3 separate regions of the Rattus norvegicus genome follow, and regions 2 and 3 are each linked to region 1. Evidence: chromatin contacts called from public Hi-C data. All regions are on one chromosome and are shown on one strand. Each heading gives the region's core, a stretch centred on a gene start, on an enhancer-like site or on the middle of the called end of the contact. The rest is flanking DNA. Distances are from core to core; before and after follow the strand shown.

The links. A called contact is a pair of places that touch in the nucleus more often than the background predicts.
Region 2: a contact with region 1 is called in a Hi-C map of frontal cortex, with 2.7 times the contacts expected there. The contact joins the promoter of Mfn1 here to the promoter of Actl6a in region 1. A contact is called at or near these places in 3 of 12 Hi-C or Micro-C datasets (the A7r5 cell line, frontal cortex and mammary epithelial cells).
Region 3: a contact with region 1 is called in a Hi-C map of Schwann cells, with 2.8 times the contacts expected there. The contact joins the enhancer-like site here to the promoter of Actl6a in region 1. A contact is called at or near these places in 2 of 12 Hi-C or Micro-C datasets (the A7r5 cell line and Schwann cells).

Annotation. Positions count from the first base shown.
Region 1 is chr2:117,418,515-117,423,275 of GRCr8, reverse strand. Actl6a (actin-like 6A) reads right to left here and starts at 2,545. Exons shown (of 14, transcript NM_001039033.1): 1 at 2,447-2,545. The coding sequence starts at 2,471.
Region 2 is chr2:117,239,130-117,243,890 of GRCr8, reverse strand. Mfn1 (mitofusin 1) reads right to left here and starts at 2,133. Exons shown (of 19, transcript NM_138976.2): 1 at 1,918-2,133; 2 at 1,347-1,375.
Region 3 is chr2:117,265,553-117,270,313 of GRCr8, reverse strand. All of the region lies in intron 10 of Mfn1 (mitofusin 1), which reads right to left. Among named protein-coding and RNA genes, the nearest start is that of Mfn1, 26 kb to the right of the region's middle. Within about 2 kb of position 2,888, at least 1 of the 93 cell types and tissues checked has an H3K27ac peak or open chromatin away from gene starts, as enhancers often do. A contact at or near this core is called in Schwann cells, where this site is marked.

The sequences.
Region 1 (4,761 bases), core at 1,296-3,795:
AAAATGAGAATATTTAAAACTTTGTAAAACTCCATTACATAACACATAATTAGCTAGAATCTAGTTTTTACGATTGTTGTTTTGATATAATCAACCTCTATGTGATCTTACTTGTCGCAAAGTTCCTGTCTCTGACTCTTAAGTGGGATTAAAAGTATGCACCACAATGTCTGGCTTGAACCTAGTATTAAATATACCTTCAAGATTTATTTAATTAAAATATGGTGAGTCATACACTGTTCATCAGCGGAGGTTTAGTCAGGAAAGATATGGTACACTGACAGCAGGTAGTAGTTCCTTACTAAAGGGACTAGTTATAAACATCTATCATCCAGGTACAGAAGGATGAACAAAGGGACATGTCCTCATAATCCTTGAACTGAGAAAACAAGAAACTGCTAACAGAACCTAGGATTTTTGTGGGGATGGCTGTTGGGAGCTGTGGTAACAGCTGAAATGAGGCAGAGAGCTAGAACTGCCTATCAGGGAGGAAGGACCAAGCTCACAGCCTCCAGCCTTCAGGAAACTATAAGCCAGCATCCAAACTGGGACATCAGAGCTTAGAATGTAATTTATACAGGCCAAGTAAAAAGCATTTAATGAAGGTACTATTTAACTCACACATTCCAGACATTAGGGGATAGTTTAGTGATGAGAAAAAAAGCTGGCAATTTTTTTCAGTCTAATTCAGAGAAAAGCCTCCATTTATATTTTCCAAGTACTTCACCCCAAACAGCAGGCCTCCTAGGATAAAGTGCTAGTTTGTCAATGGGTCCCCTCCCAAAAAATTTAAAACACTAATCCTACTTACCTACATTACTCAACCTTAAGAAAAGTTCTATTCTCCAGTTAAAGCTACAAATCACCACAGCCACTCTATGCAGTTTAGTGCTAGCTACAAAGAGGCACCCAAAGAGAAACACAGAGCTATTTAGTTTAGACATACCCAGTTTAAGAGAAATTCATATTTTAAAAGGAGATGCATGTGCAACTGTTTGAATGAAAATGTCTCCTAGACTCTGATATCTAAACATCTGGGCCCCAGTTTAGTGCAATCTGTGGATATTTAGAAGATGAGGGCCTGATGTAGGAAGCTGTCACTGGGGACAGGCTTTGAGTTTAAAGCCCCCACCATTTTCAGTTTGCTCTCAGCTTCATGCTTGAGGTTGGATATGTGAGCCTAGACTCCTGCTCCTGCCACCATGCCTGCTGCTAGATGCCATGCCTCCCTCATACTGGACTCTTATCCCTCTGGAATCATAAGCTAAAGTAAACTCTTCCTTCTAGAAGTTGCCTTGGTCATTTTTGTTTTGTTTTTTAATCACGGCAACAGACAAGGGACAAATACACTATGTGAAATGTGTAATTTACTAACCTCTTTGCCCCAGTTTGGTCAGTAAAGAGTATTTAATACTTATCTCATTGGATACTATGACTAAATGTCTTCAATGTTTTAATGTATACTTAAAATAGTGCTGGTAAGCAATAAGCCCGATAAATATTAGCTAATAGTAGTAGTTACTCTTGTCACACTTCTTGCTAGGGAAATGACTACAGTTAGAGAAACTGCTACAGTTCGTTCTTACAAAACAGTACACAGCAGTTAAAATGTGTGGGCACAGATCTACTGACTCGATACATTTATAAATTTATAGTGTGAGTATACTATTTAACTCATTAGGGGTGCATGTTACAGGTACACGGCCGAGAAAGGAATGCCTTTGCCTCAATCCAGAAGCTATTTGCTCCCAATTTGCAAAGAAAGTCTTTTAACTTTGAGCTGGTTGTTTAACTCTTCCCAATGCTTTCTTCTTCGTTAACGTGCAGGATAGCAGCACCATCTCCTGTCGGCATCCACCCTAGCGAGGAGTCTCTAACTAGTTAACTACTTTTAAAATAAAACAAAACCAGTGCTTGAAAGCCTTGATTTCGTTATCGCCAATTTATAAAAAGACTCCTGGCCAGTTGGCCAGGGGAACAGCAGCCTGTACCTCAACGCTCCGCTCATCTAGGGACCAGGCACACCTGGAACGATGTCCAGTCGGAAGCCGCAACACCGGGCGCGACTCAGAACCAGTGCCCACCCGGAGGGCCCGGAACCTCCGCGAGCTTCCCGAGACTAACCCGCGGCGGAACCGGTACAGCGAGGGACCCGGAGTGCCAGGTGACTGCCAACAGAGTCCAGCCCGTCCTGGAGCTCCAGGTGTAAGACACGCCAAGGCCCTTCCTTGAGGCCATCTCGGAACCAGCAACAGTACAAGCCGGAAACCTACTGAGCGCGGGCCCTGGGTCCGAAGAGAAGGAGAGGCCATGGCCCAAACGGGGACCGGAAGCACCGGCCAAAGACCGGAAGGGCCCGCCGAGGACCGGAGGGAAACGGAAGAGACCAGGGACCGGGCCGGTCGTTCCGGCCCGCACGCCCCGAGGCGCCTCTGCGCTCACTCACCTCCGCCGTACACGCCGCCGCTCATAGCTACTGTTGGGCGGGGACTGGCCGAAGACTACTGGGCGAAAGATAACAGCGGCGCGACTCGACTCCCCAAGAATGCCGACCCCGTAAGCCTGCAACTTCCAACGCCGCCCCCTCCGGCAACAAAGCAGCGGCCGCACGCCCGCTGCACAGCCACTCTTGCTGGTTTCTCTTGTCAGCCAATGACAAGAGGCCCGGCTTAGTCTTTAGCCAATCAGAATGTGGTGCTGCTGTATCCCTGCGCGGTTTAGCCGTCTTGACCAATGGAAGGCAGCCATGGGGAGAAGCGACGGAAGAAGGGAAGGTGTTGGGGAACGGGCAGGAGGGGGCGGAGCTTCGCGGGCGGGTGAGAAGTGGGTGGGGCTTCTACACGCAGACGGGATTGTGGGAGGGGCTGCTTCGCAAGAGGGTGCGAACTGTGCTTCGCGCGCAAATGGAGTGGGAGGAGTTTTTAGGTGGGCGGGCGAGTGGGAGGAGCTTTGTGCGGGAGTGGACCGGGTTTCTAAAGTGAGTTAATTAGGTACTGGGAAGGGGCTTGCCTTGGGCCATCAACCGCTCTTGCTTCTGAAGTGTGGCCGCTCCCCAGGAGCCATGGGAACTTAGGCAGAGAAAGGAGAGTATCTGCAAGGAATCTGGAATTTGAGTTAGTTACCTCGAAGAGATTCCTGGTCTGGGATTGTGATGGATTTGGATTTTTTTTTTAAGCAGAAAAAACTTCAACTAACATTTATACTTGAAAAAGAAATGTGTACTACACTTTGAAGTAATCGGCAAATCAGATATAATAATCGGATTCATCATTTTTTAAAATGGCTATTATAATAAGAGATCATATGTTTTCCCAGCTAGATTCAGATAGCATTTAAAAATCATTACTTTGGTTTCTTTCATTTCTGTGAAAATCATTCACCAAGCAAGTGGAGCACCATTCAGAGAAACACCCGTTTGTAAATATATCCCCAATCTGTGTCTACTGTTCTTAGACTATGTTTCTATCAGTGTCCAGAACACTGTCCCCAAAACAATAAGTGCAACAATTTGTCCCTCTGCTTCTCTGGGCTTTAGTTAGCTTGATCTACATAACAAAAGGTCCAAAACTCAAGTATAATGTAGCTCTCTCTGTAACTGGTAGCAGTGCTTAAATTGAAGTGTCTAGTGCAAGCGTTACTAGCAACCTTAGAAGGGTTGAATAAAATTTCATCCATTTCCATGCCATCCAGGTGGCAGAAATTGACCTGTCATAGGGTCAGGAATAATGCAAGTAAGAAACCGCTTTCCTGTTCACTTGACACTGTGCTTTGAGCTCACAATGATGGTTCAGGTTTGGGTTTTTTGAGACAAGGTCTCATGGTATAGGCCAGGCTAGTCTCCAAGCTGTAATCCTCCTGCCTCTGCCTCCTGAGTACTGGAGTTATAGGCACGTGCCACCTTGGGTATTAGTACATTTTGAATGATTCAAAGATGTTTTTAAGAATGCTATGATACTCCCGTGTCAGAAACATTAAGCTGCTTTATTGGAGCATAGCCAGGCTTATTTGCCACTGTGACTGAAGCTATGTGCCTGGTTGAGCTGTAGAGCATGTTACTGCCAAGTGACCTGCTGGGAAGGATTGCTTACTTCTCACCTGAGTGCTGTGTGCTGTGCTCACTGCCGGTCAACACCCCAAAATAATTCTATTTCCAGTTATGTTTTCATGTTTGACTAAATTAAACTGATGGGTTATTAAGGACTGTGATTCCAAGCCAGGCATTGTGGCACACAATTTTAATCCCAGAATTCAAGAGGTGGAGGCAGATGGATTTCTGTGAGTTTGAAATTAGTCTGGTCTACATAGTGAGTTCCAGGCCAGTGAGGGCTGCATAGTGGCTACATAGCAAGACCCTGGCTCAAATATATAAATACAGGATCAATACATAAATACTATGGCTCCAATAATGAAATATTAAAGAGACATTATTTTACTTTATTTACAGTAATGCAGTTAAACCATGATTTTAATACCTAGTGAAAAGCTCTCAGGGAGAACTTTCCCTCGGGATGGAGACCCTCCAACTCCAAAGACCAGACCGAGACACCACAGGATGCAATCAGCAAGAGGATTTGGTTTATTGTCGGGATACACAGGCACAGGCACCTGCGGGCGCTTCAGTCACTCGGGGGACTGGCGCGCCCCACGGAACCAAGGATGGGCTTTTTATAGGATTCTGGGGAGCAGAAGCAAGCATACAGAAGCAGATGCATGGTTACAGGGATATAATTGGTGGATTCTAATGTAGCAAGGGTTTAGCCC
Region 2 (4,761 bases), core at 884-3,383, 180 kb after region 1:
CAGCCAAAATACCCCTATACATAAAATAAGGAAGTAGGTGAATGGTAAAGGAGGTGTGGTGTCCCAGGTCTGTAATCCCAGCAGTGACAAGACTGAAGGAGGCCAGCCTTGGTAAACCTTGTTCAAAACAAAAAACCCAAACAAGGGCTGGAGAGCCGGTTCAGTAGGTAAGAGCACTGGCTGCTCTTCCACAGGTCCTGAGTTCAATTCCCAGCAATCACATGGTGACTCACAACCATCTGTAATGGAATCCCATGCCCTCTTCTGGTGCGTCTGAAGACAGCTACAGTGTACTTATATCTAAGTAAATCTTTAAGAAAAAAAGAAAAAAGAAAAAAAAAGCCCAAGCAAACAAAAAACTCTGAATCCTTCAAAATGGTTCAACCAGTAAGACTATACAGCCAAACTGTGAAAGTCTAACGCCTCCACACAAAAATCAAATGTTATTTTAAAAACCATATGATAGGGGCTGGGGATTTAGCTCAGTGGTAGAGCGCTTACCTAGGAAGCACAAGGCCCTTGGTTCGGTCCCCAGCTCCGAAAAAAAGAACCAAAAAAAAAAAAACCAAAAAAAAAAACCATATGATAAACAGGGCAGTGGTGGGCAATGGTGATGCACGCATAGTCCCAGCATTCTGAGACAGCGGATCTCTGTGAGTTCAAGGCCACCCTGGTCTACAGAGAAAGTTCCAGGACAACCAGAAAGCCTGTCTCAAAAATAAACAAAAACAAAAAACAAAAACATTTGAAATGTGCATGTTTCTGGGGCTAGGCAGATGTCTCAGGGGTTAAGAACACTTGTTGCTCTTCAGGATTTAAATCAGGTTTATGGGACCTACACCGTAGCTTGCAACCACCTGTAACTCCAGTTCCAGGGGATCTTATGCACTATTCTGACCTCCAAGGGCACTGGGCAGGAACTGTGGTTAAACATACATACATAAATGCAGGAAAAACATACACATAAAAAATCTAAAAACAAACATTTTAAAATCATACTTATTCTGATACTTGCTAGTTCATGCCTGACATGTCTCAATTCCCTAATAGCAAAAAATTAACCTGACCAAATAGATCAAATACATTTTGGTATTATTTACTTAGTTATAGAAACCATGTTAGTCAGAAACAAAAGACCACTCTTAGGTGATCTCCCACTAAAACGCATGAAATTTGCCCCCCCCCTTTGCCTGTAACCAGTTACTTAGGAGCCTAACACAGAAAAATCTGAAAATTCAAGTCTACAGAGTCAACAGAGTGAGATCAAGGCTTGCCTGGGTCTCTTAGTCCATTCTGTCTCAAAACCAGACGTTTAGAAATGAGTTTAGGGGTATAGAGGCACTTACCTAGCATGTGAGGGGCCCAATCTTCAGTTCTGGAAAAGTAAATATAATAAATGTAAAATCGGTAAAGGCTAGTGACAGAAATCTTGGTTGTATTTCCTAATTTATTTTCCAAACTAGTTTAGCTAAACTGTGTGCATGTGACTCTTAAGGACTTCAGGGACCTGGGTTAGTCAGAGGAAGCCAAGATCTCAAAACATAACTAAGTTATTAACTTTCCCAGTTAGAGGTGTAGAGAAGAAAATAAAATGTCCAGGTCACAATACAGTACAAGCATCAAGAAGGCAGCAGCTTTCGTCACAATTACGGGGTCAAGACCTAAAGGAGGCATGAAGGCTTCAAGCCAAAGTCCCCAAACTTAAAAGTAATGTTAAATCTAAAGTGAAAGACGTTCAACCTGGAAGCTCCCATGAAAAGCCACCAAAAACGATCACACACTAATGCCGGCAAACGTAGCGCCGAGGTCATCAGGAGGGTGGCTCCCTCCAGAATCCTGAACTGACGGCGCGGAGGAGGTGCGTGGGGAGAGGAAGCCGCGTGGGCCGTAAGCCTGCCCAGCCGGCTGGATTCCTACCTGGACAGGCCTTCCCACAGGCTGGCCGCCGGTCGTTCTTGCCCGGCCCTGCCGTCAGGGCGCTCGCGCTGCGCCTGTCCGGAGCTCGAAGGTCACCCCGGGCGTCGCCACCCGCCAGCGGTCACTCATTCCGTCCCAGCTCCCGACTGTCACCCAGCAACCACTGCTCCGCCACAGTTCCCTGGCTGTCTCGTCCGCCGGAGAGCGGGGAGGAGCCCAAAGGAGGGGCTGGGGGCGGATACTTCCGGTGATTCGGATCTCCTATTGGCTGTTGCTCCGCAACCGGAACTGCATATATTGCGAGTGCCATTTTCCTTCAGGGTAGAAGGCGAGGTTTGTTTTGGGCAGGCACTCTTAATCACTGGGTTTTCTGTTCCATCTTATAACTCCTCCCCTTCAGAGTATTTTCCCTTCAGAGTCTTCAAAGTTCAAAGGCGCCATGTATGAAAAGATGCCCATGGTTATCTTGGGGTGTAGCGGGGAGAAGTGGGGAGGGGGCGTCCCAAAACCACGTAGATTCTTGTTTATCAAGCCAACAGGGAAAAGTCTGGTCTTGATTGGTTTTCTGGGGTTACTGGAGAGAGCTGTGTGTTTCTACTTACTGTAAGAGGTGTTACTTAAGAAAATTAATTTGTCCATGATTTAAACTTTGTTAGGAATCACCTGGGAATCTTGTTAAACCGTTGATTGATTGATCAAGGGTAAAGCCCAAAGACTCTGTGTTCCACTTTCCTGGAGAGCTTCCACAGCAGGTGTCCTGGGAGTTTGTTAGCAAATGAGATGCTTTTGCAAGGGAAGCCCCTTCATCTCTGTGAACGGCAGGTACCTCATCTATAAAATACTAAAAAAATGCCTACCTTATGAGTTGTGGGAAAGTGTGTAAAGTGCTTAAGACACTGATAGGCACCTGAAAGAGCTAGATAAATAAAAACTGTGGTTCTGTTGGATAGGTAACTATCGAGCATGCACAGTGAATGAGGTCATTTTGGACTGGGCTTACTATTATGGACAAAAAACAGGGCAAGAGGATAGAGTGTCCGAAGAAAAATAAGAAATGAGGAGCCAAATAGGTGTGTGTTTTCTGAAAGGATGATGTCATTTCTCGGGGCTTTCCAGGACCATTACTGGGAATCTCTGGAGAAAAACTGTCCAAAGACATAGAAAGCACAGTGGTAAGATGGATAAAATAAAAGACAAGCATGGCCTGGAGAGATGGCTTAGCGGTTAAGAGCACAGACTGCGGGTTGGGGATTTAGCTCAGTGGTAGAGCGCTTGCAAGGCCCTGGGTTCGGTCCCCAGCTCCAAAAAAAAAAAAAAAAAAAAAAGAAGAAGAAAGAAAAAGAGCACAGACCGCTCTGAGGGGTTGGGGATTTAGCTCAGTGGTAGAGCGCTTGTCTAGCAAGCGCAAGGCCCTGGGTTCGGTCCCCAGCACCGGAAAAAAAAAAAAAAAAAAAAAAAAAAGACAAGCATGGTGGAGTGTTGGAAAGATGAGGGATGAGGGTGAGCGAAATAAATGTTGGAAGGAAGGCAGGTGTAGAATAATAAAAGCTAAGATAAGAAGTCTGACTTTTAAATCAGGGTCTCAGTACTTAGCCTAAATGAGCCTTAAACTTGAAATTCTGCTGAAATCTGCTAAAGGCTAGCGTTCTAAATGTTTATATGCACAAGACATGGTTTTAGGTGTAATGGAAAACTTTTGGCAGGGAGAATAATAAAATTTGGTATGTTTGTTTGCACTGAGGCAAGGTCTGCCTTTGTAACTCTCACTAACTTGAATCTCCCAAATCATGAGGTTACTTTGGTTGCTGTAGGTACTGTGTGGAAAGAGATTCCACTTAATGCTTGCTCGCTCGCTCTCTCTCTCTCTCTCTCTCTCTCTCTCTCTCTCTCTCTCTTTCTTCCTTTCTTTCTTTATTATCTTTAAGTAGAGCTGTAAAATGAACCCAAAGTCTTACTTCTCAAACACTCTACCTCTAAGCTACATGCCCACTCTGTATCAAAGTTTTTTTTTTCCTGAATGGGGATTAGAAGCAGGGGTATAGCAGCACCTACTGGGAGTCTGAAGCTGAAAGACTGTTCAAGCCCAGGAGTTCTAACTCAGGGCTAAGTATAGTGAGACCATCACCTGGGGGATGGGGTGGGGCGGGCATGGTAGCTTGCTGACCCCAGCATGTGGAAAGGGAAGACAGAATTGCCTCAAGGTGGAGGCCATCCTGTCTCAAAAAATACAAACGAAAATTATTTCTAAAAAAAAATTACCTAAAACTATTAATCTTACATGCAAATGACCAAGAGCAATTTCATTGTTTTGCTGTAGAAGTGTTGCTGTATTTCAGTTGTGGTGCAGAAGCTAAGATCTTTATTTTAAGGAATGTTCTATGGGAGTAACAGTGTCTAAAACAGGAGACTGGAGACTCTTGAGTGGGAGTGAACAGTGAAGTGTGCGGGCAGTTTCTTCCTGTTTTCTGCTCTTTTTACCTTCTAACTGATTGGTTAGTCAGGCCCATATGGAGGTCAGAGGCCAATATGCTTAGCCAATAAGTTTAAACTGTAACCTTGCTGGTGTAACCTGTACCCCTAAAAAGTATAAAACTGCTTGTAATAGCCATTCAGGGTCACCTTTGAGTCACTGGCCTCAAGAGACTGATTGAGGGTTGACCCTGACGTGCTGGAAAATAAACCTCTTGCTTTTACATTGACCTGCGTCTCAGTGCCTCACTCAGGGGTGTCTCGAAGTAAGTACCACTGACCAAGGGTTGGGTCTTACAGGATACAAAGAATAAAATAGGGGAAATGTTAAGACAACAGATAGGGGGCTGAAGAAGTGGTTCAGTAGTTAAGAGC
Region 3 (4,761 bases), core at 1,639-4,138, 150 kb after region 1:
GAGCAGTCAGTATTCTTTTTTTTTTTTTTTTAATTTATTATATATGAGTACACTGTAGCTGCCTTCAGACACACCAGAAGAGGGCATCAGATATCGTTACAGATGGTTGTGAGCCACCATGTGGTTGCTGGGATTTGAACTCAGGACCTCTGGAAGAGCAGTCGGTGCTCTTAACCACTGAGCCATCTCTCCAGCCCGTATTAAGTCTTCTGTCTCTAAAAATTACCTGTGTGTGTCACTCAGAAAAAACCCTATCATCTTTTGCTGTGTAGCTCTTTCTTCAATATTTGTTTGAGGTATGGAAAACAGAACAATTCCTTTCTTTAGGCTGAGAACATGAGAGCCATTCATTTAGTCAACAGCTTGTTATGACAGCCCAATCATTCCCAGAACTTCTACTGGCAAGAAAGCTGCTCTGTTCCTGTTCTATTAGTCTAAAGCAGAGAACCTCTTTGGACATTCCCTTCATTAGAACCACTGACCATTACCCAGCTGTAAGCAACTGACTTATTAGCTACTGATTTCTAAATGATTAAACTCAGCTTTGATTGTCTTTTAACTAACTGCCTGCAAATGTGCCAAACCAATTTCCACAAAATTATAACAAAAGCATAAAAGTAATTTTAGAAGAAAAAATTAACAGAAAGGTTCCTCGATGAAGCAGATCTAGATGTCAGCAATGAAGACCTAGCGCACAGAAGACAGCACAGCGTTAGAGCTGACTAGACGGAGTGAAGAGGCCTCCGACTGCCAGGCCCAGGAGGCACTGACTCAAGTCACGCACTGGTGAGCAAACAAGAAGAGACGCCCTTCTCCAGGACCTAAAGGAGCTTCCAGAGGAAGTCCTAACACTCCTGAATGAACACGTCTTCACTAGGAGTGCACGGTACACACTTTGCAGTTACTCTATCAGGAACTCTGTGAACTCTGCTTAGAAAACACTAACCAACTACTCAATTCTATTTTGTTAGAATATCCTGTAGACTTTCAAATTTAAAAACTGAGAAACAAATGATAAGCACAGGTAGTTTTCTGATTTCTTATTAACATCTAAAGAAGTCGGTTTATTAATAATATACAATTACAAACACCCAAGAATGTTATTTTAGTATGTTTTAAACTGAAAGTGCAAAAGAGAGGATGAACTTAACTCTTACTGAGATGTACCACACAGGTAGATATGCACTATTTTTATACATACATGCACACACAGTTTATTTGTTTAAAGAAACCGTCTCACTGTTTCTCAGTAAATTGTGCAGGATAGCCCTGAGACCCTGGGTTCAGGGACTCTTTTGACCTAGTCTCCACAGTGGCTCAGACACTGAACTACAGCCATGAACTTGGCTTTCTCTTGTATATCAAGGTCCGATCTCTAGGACCTCATTACCAAACACCAGGCTCAGAGTCACACTTGTGTCCCCAGTACTTTGACTGGGGTGGGGTGGGGTGGTTATTCAGACCAGGAGTTCAAGGCCAGCTTAACAGAGACCATGACCCAAAATAAAAACCATCAACACTTGTGTTTTTAAAAAGGGGGACATTCAAGGCTAGCCAGGGTTACATAGGAAACCCTGTCTCAGAAAAGACAACATGAGAAAAGAAGAGGAGAGGGGAGGGGAGGGGAGGGGAGGGGAGGGGAGGGGAGGGGAGGGGACACTTTCTTCCTCACAGAGCAAACCCATGAAGACTAGGCGACGGTGACAAACAAGCCTGTGCAGAGGTAGGTCCTCGTAGTAAGATCACTCCCAAGCACATTTAAAAAGTAAAACTTTCCAGCCTTGTTTAAGTCAAGAGTCTGTATGTTAAACATACTTGGGTCCTGAATCAAATTAGTCCCATGCAAAGATCACACTGATTCCCAGGATGTAGGAATGGAGAGCTAGCTTTGGCAGCTGAGTGGACAGGCTGCTCCAGCACAGGATCCAAGTCTGACTGCCAGCACTCAGATGGCTCAAAGCACTTCAGCTTCAGGGACACCTCACACCTCTGTCCTCTGGGCAACTGTAACAGCATACCCACTCACCACCAATTAAAAATAAATCTTAAAAAAAATCATTAAAAGATAATGGAATGATTAAATTCATCAAAAGCCCACAAAGAAATAAACTTCAAATATAAAGAGAAAATGCATATAAGGCATTATTGAGTGATTATAACACACACACACAATCAAGAAATAAACAAAAATTAAGAAAAAAAAGTCTAAACATCAGTTTAAACAATTCCTTTATCAATAAGAAAATATCAATAATAAAAACTAGTTTAATTATTAAAATAGTAATTAAAAATGAGGCCAGGCAGTGGTAAGCATCTAATCCCAGCACACCAAAGGCAAAGGCAAGTAGGTTTCCGTGAGTTCCGGGACAGTCGGATACACGGAGAAAACTGATCTCAAAAAACAAAAGGAAACAGACAAACGACTCCCAGCAGAAGGTGAGGAGAGAAGGGAATAGGAGAGAAGGATTAAAAGTGATTAAAATATGTTATGTAAAAGTATGAAACCATCAAATAATTCTTAATTACTTTTTAAAAACTAAAATGTAATCCCAGCCATGGGAGGCAAATGCAGGCGAGTGTCTGTGATTTTTGAGCCTAGCCTGGTCTACATAATGAGTTTTAAGCCAACTAAGGCTACATAACGAGCTCCTGTTTCAAAAGGAAAGAATAAATACGTGAAGCAGATAAAGGCAGTAAAAACTGAACTGGATACTGTAAGCCACAGGCACACGCCTTTTCTTAAAAGCAGAAGGAAAGGCCAACTCAACCAACAGAGAAATCTTAAGTCACCAACAGATTTTAAAAAGCCCTCTTCAGAGGGCTGTGCTTAAGGATCCTGCTCTTGCCCAAGATCCAAGCTTGGCTCTCAGAACCCAAGTCAGGCAGCTGATGGCCGCCTGCAACCTCAGCTCCAAGGCATCTGACACCACCCCGCTGGCCGTCAAGCCTACCCCACACATTCTCTCCCATCCCCACACATTCTCTCCCACCCCCACACATTCTCTCCTACCCCCACATTCTCTCCCACCCCCACACATTCTCTCCCACCCACACACATTCTCTCCCACCCCCACACATTCTCTCCCACCCCCACACATTCTCTCCCACCCCCACACATTCTCTCCCACCCCCACACATTCTCTCCCATCCCACACATTCTCTCCCACATAAGAAAAAAAAATTAATTTCAAGGAAATTAACTGACAATTCATTCAACTCAAGCACCAAGAAATTATTTGGTACTTCTTAATAGTGTATACAGATAAAAAAACTTACTGATCATTCCTCTTGAAATTTTGAAATGATTCTGAGTCCCCTTTAACTACAGGTTGTAGATGATTTTTCTTTGCGGTAGGCTCGCCTCTAACTTCCAGTCTCCTTGCCTTGCCTCCTATATGCTGGAGTTACAGGCACGCACTACCATGTTAGCATAACCACAGCTCTAAACAAAGCTTCAAACTATAAACCCCGACAATTCCCATGATCGTGCCTAACAGCTACTGCCTGTGAACAAATTTCCCATATATAACATTTACATTCCCAGATGAAAATCACAAATCTTAAACAGTAAAAGATTTATGTGATTTAAAGTGAAACCAGGGGGGCTGGAGAGATGGCTCAGTGGTTAAGAGCACCGACTGCTCTTCCTGAGGTCCTGAGTTCAATTCCCAGCAACCACATGGTGGCTCACAACCATCTGTAATGAGATCTGATGCCCTCTTCTGGTGTGTCTGAAGGCAGCTACAGTGTACTCATATACAATAAAATAAAATCTTAAAAAAAAAAAAATTTAAAGTGAAACCAGAGTGCCCTATTAGAATTTTTAAAATGAACTGCCAAGTCATTAGGTCTAAGCACGGTGGCACATACCTATAATATCAGCACTTGGGAGCCAATGAATGAGAACTGTGAGTTAGAGGGCAGTCTATCCTACTTATTAGCAAGAGTTCAAGAACAGTCTGAGCTATATAGCAAGACTCAATCTTAGGAAAACAACAGCAACAACAAAAACAAGTCTAGCAAGGTGGCTTTGCAGGTAAAAGTGCTTGACATACAAGCCTAACAATCCTGTGAACCCACAGTGGAAATAAAAACCACATTCCAGAAAGTTGCCCTCTGATTGACACATACACCTGCACTCACAGATACCCAACACACACACACACACACACACACACACACACACACACACACACAGAGGAGATGGGAAATGGAGGAGGGAGGGGGAGAGAGAGGGAGAGGGAAATGGAAAATGGAGGGAGGGAGAGGGAAAGAGGGAGGTCAATACTAATAAAGCAACTTTTTAAAAAGACACTGGGAATGGAGCTCAATGCTAGAACCACTGCCTAACACAGCACTACAAGCTATGTGTAGTGTGTGCACATATACAGACTTATGGATATTCCTAAATCAGACTGCATTACAATTTGGGAGCTTTGCACATGTGTGTGTGTGTGTGTGTGTGTGTGTGTGTGTGTGTGTATGTGTGTGTGTGTGTGTATGTGTATACACACATTCTTAGGCCATCCTTAGGTCAATGGGAAGATTAGGAGACTGAGTTTTTCAAGGCACCCTGCCACAAATTCTGTTGATCAGCTAGGTTTGGGAACCAGTGCTCTGCAATCCAAGAGCTATGCTCTCCAGTCCCAGCTCTTCTGAGACATTCTAGGAATCAAGCATGTACCGTGAGCTAGTAAGAGAGAGCACAGGTGCAGAGCAGAATGATGTTGGTTAAAAAAAAAAAGCGACATATACTTGGAG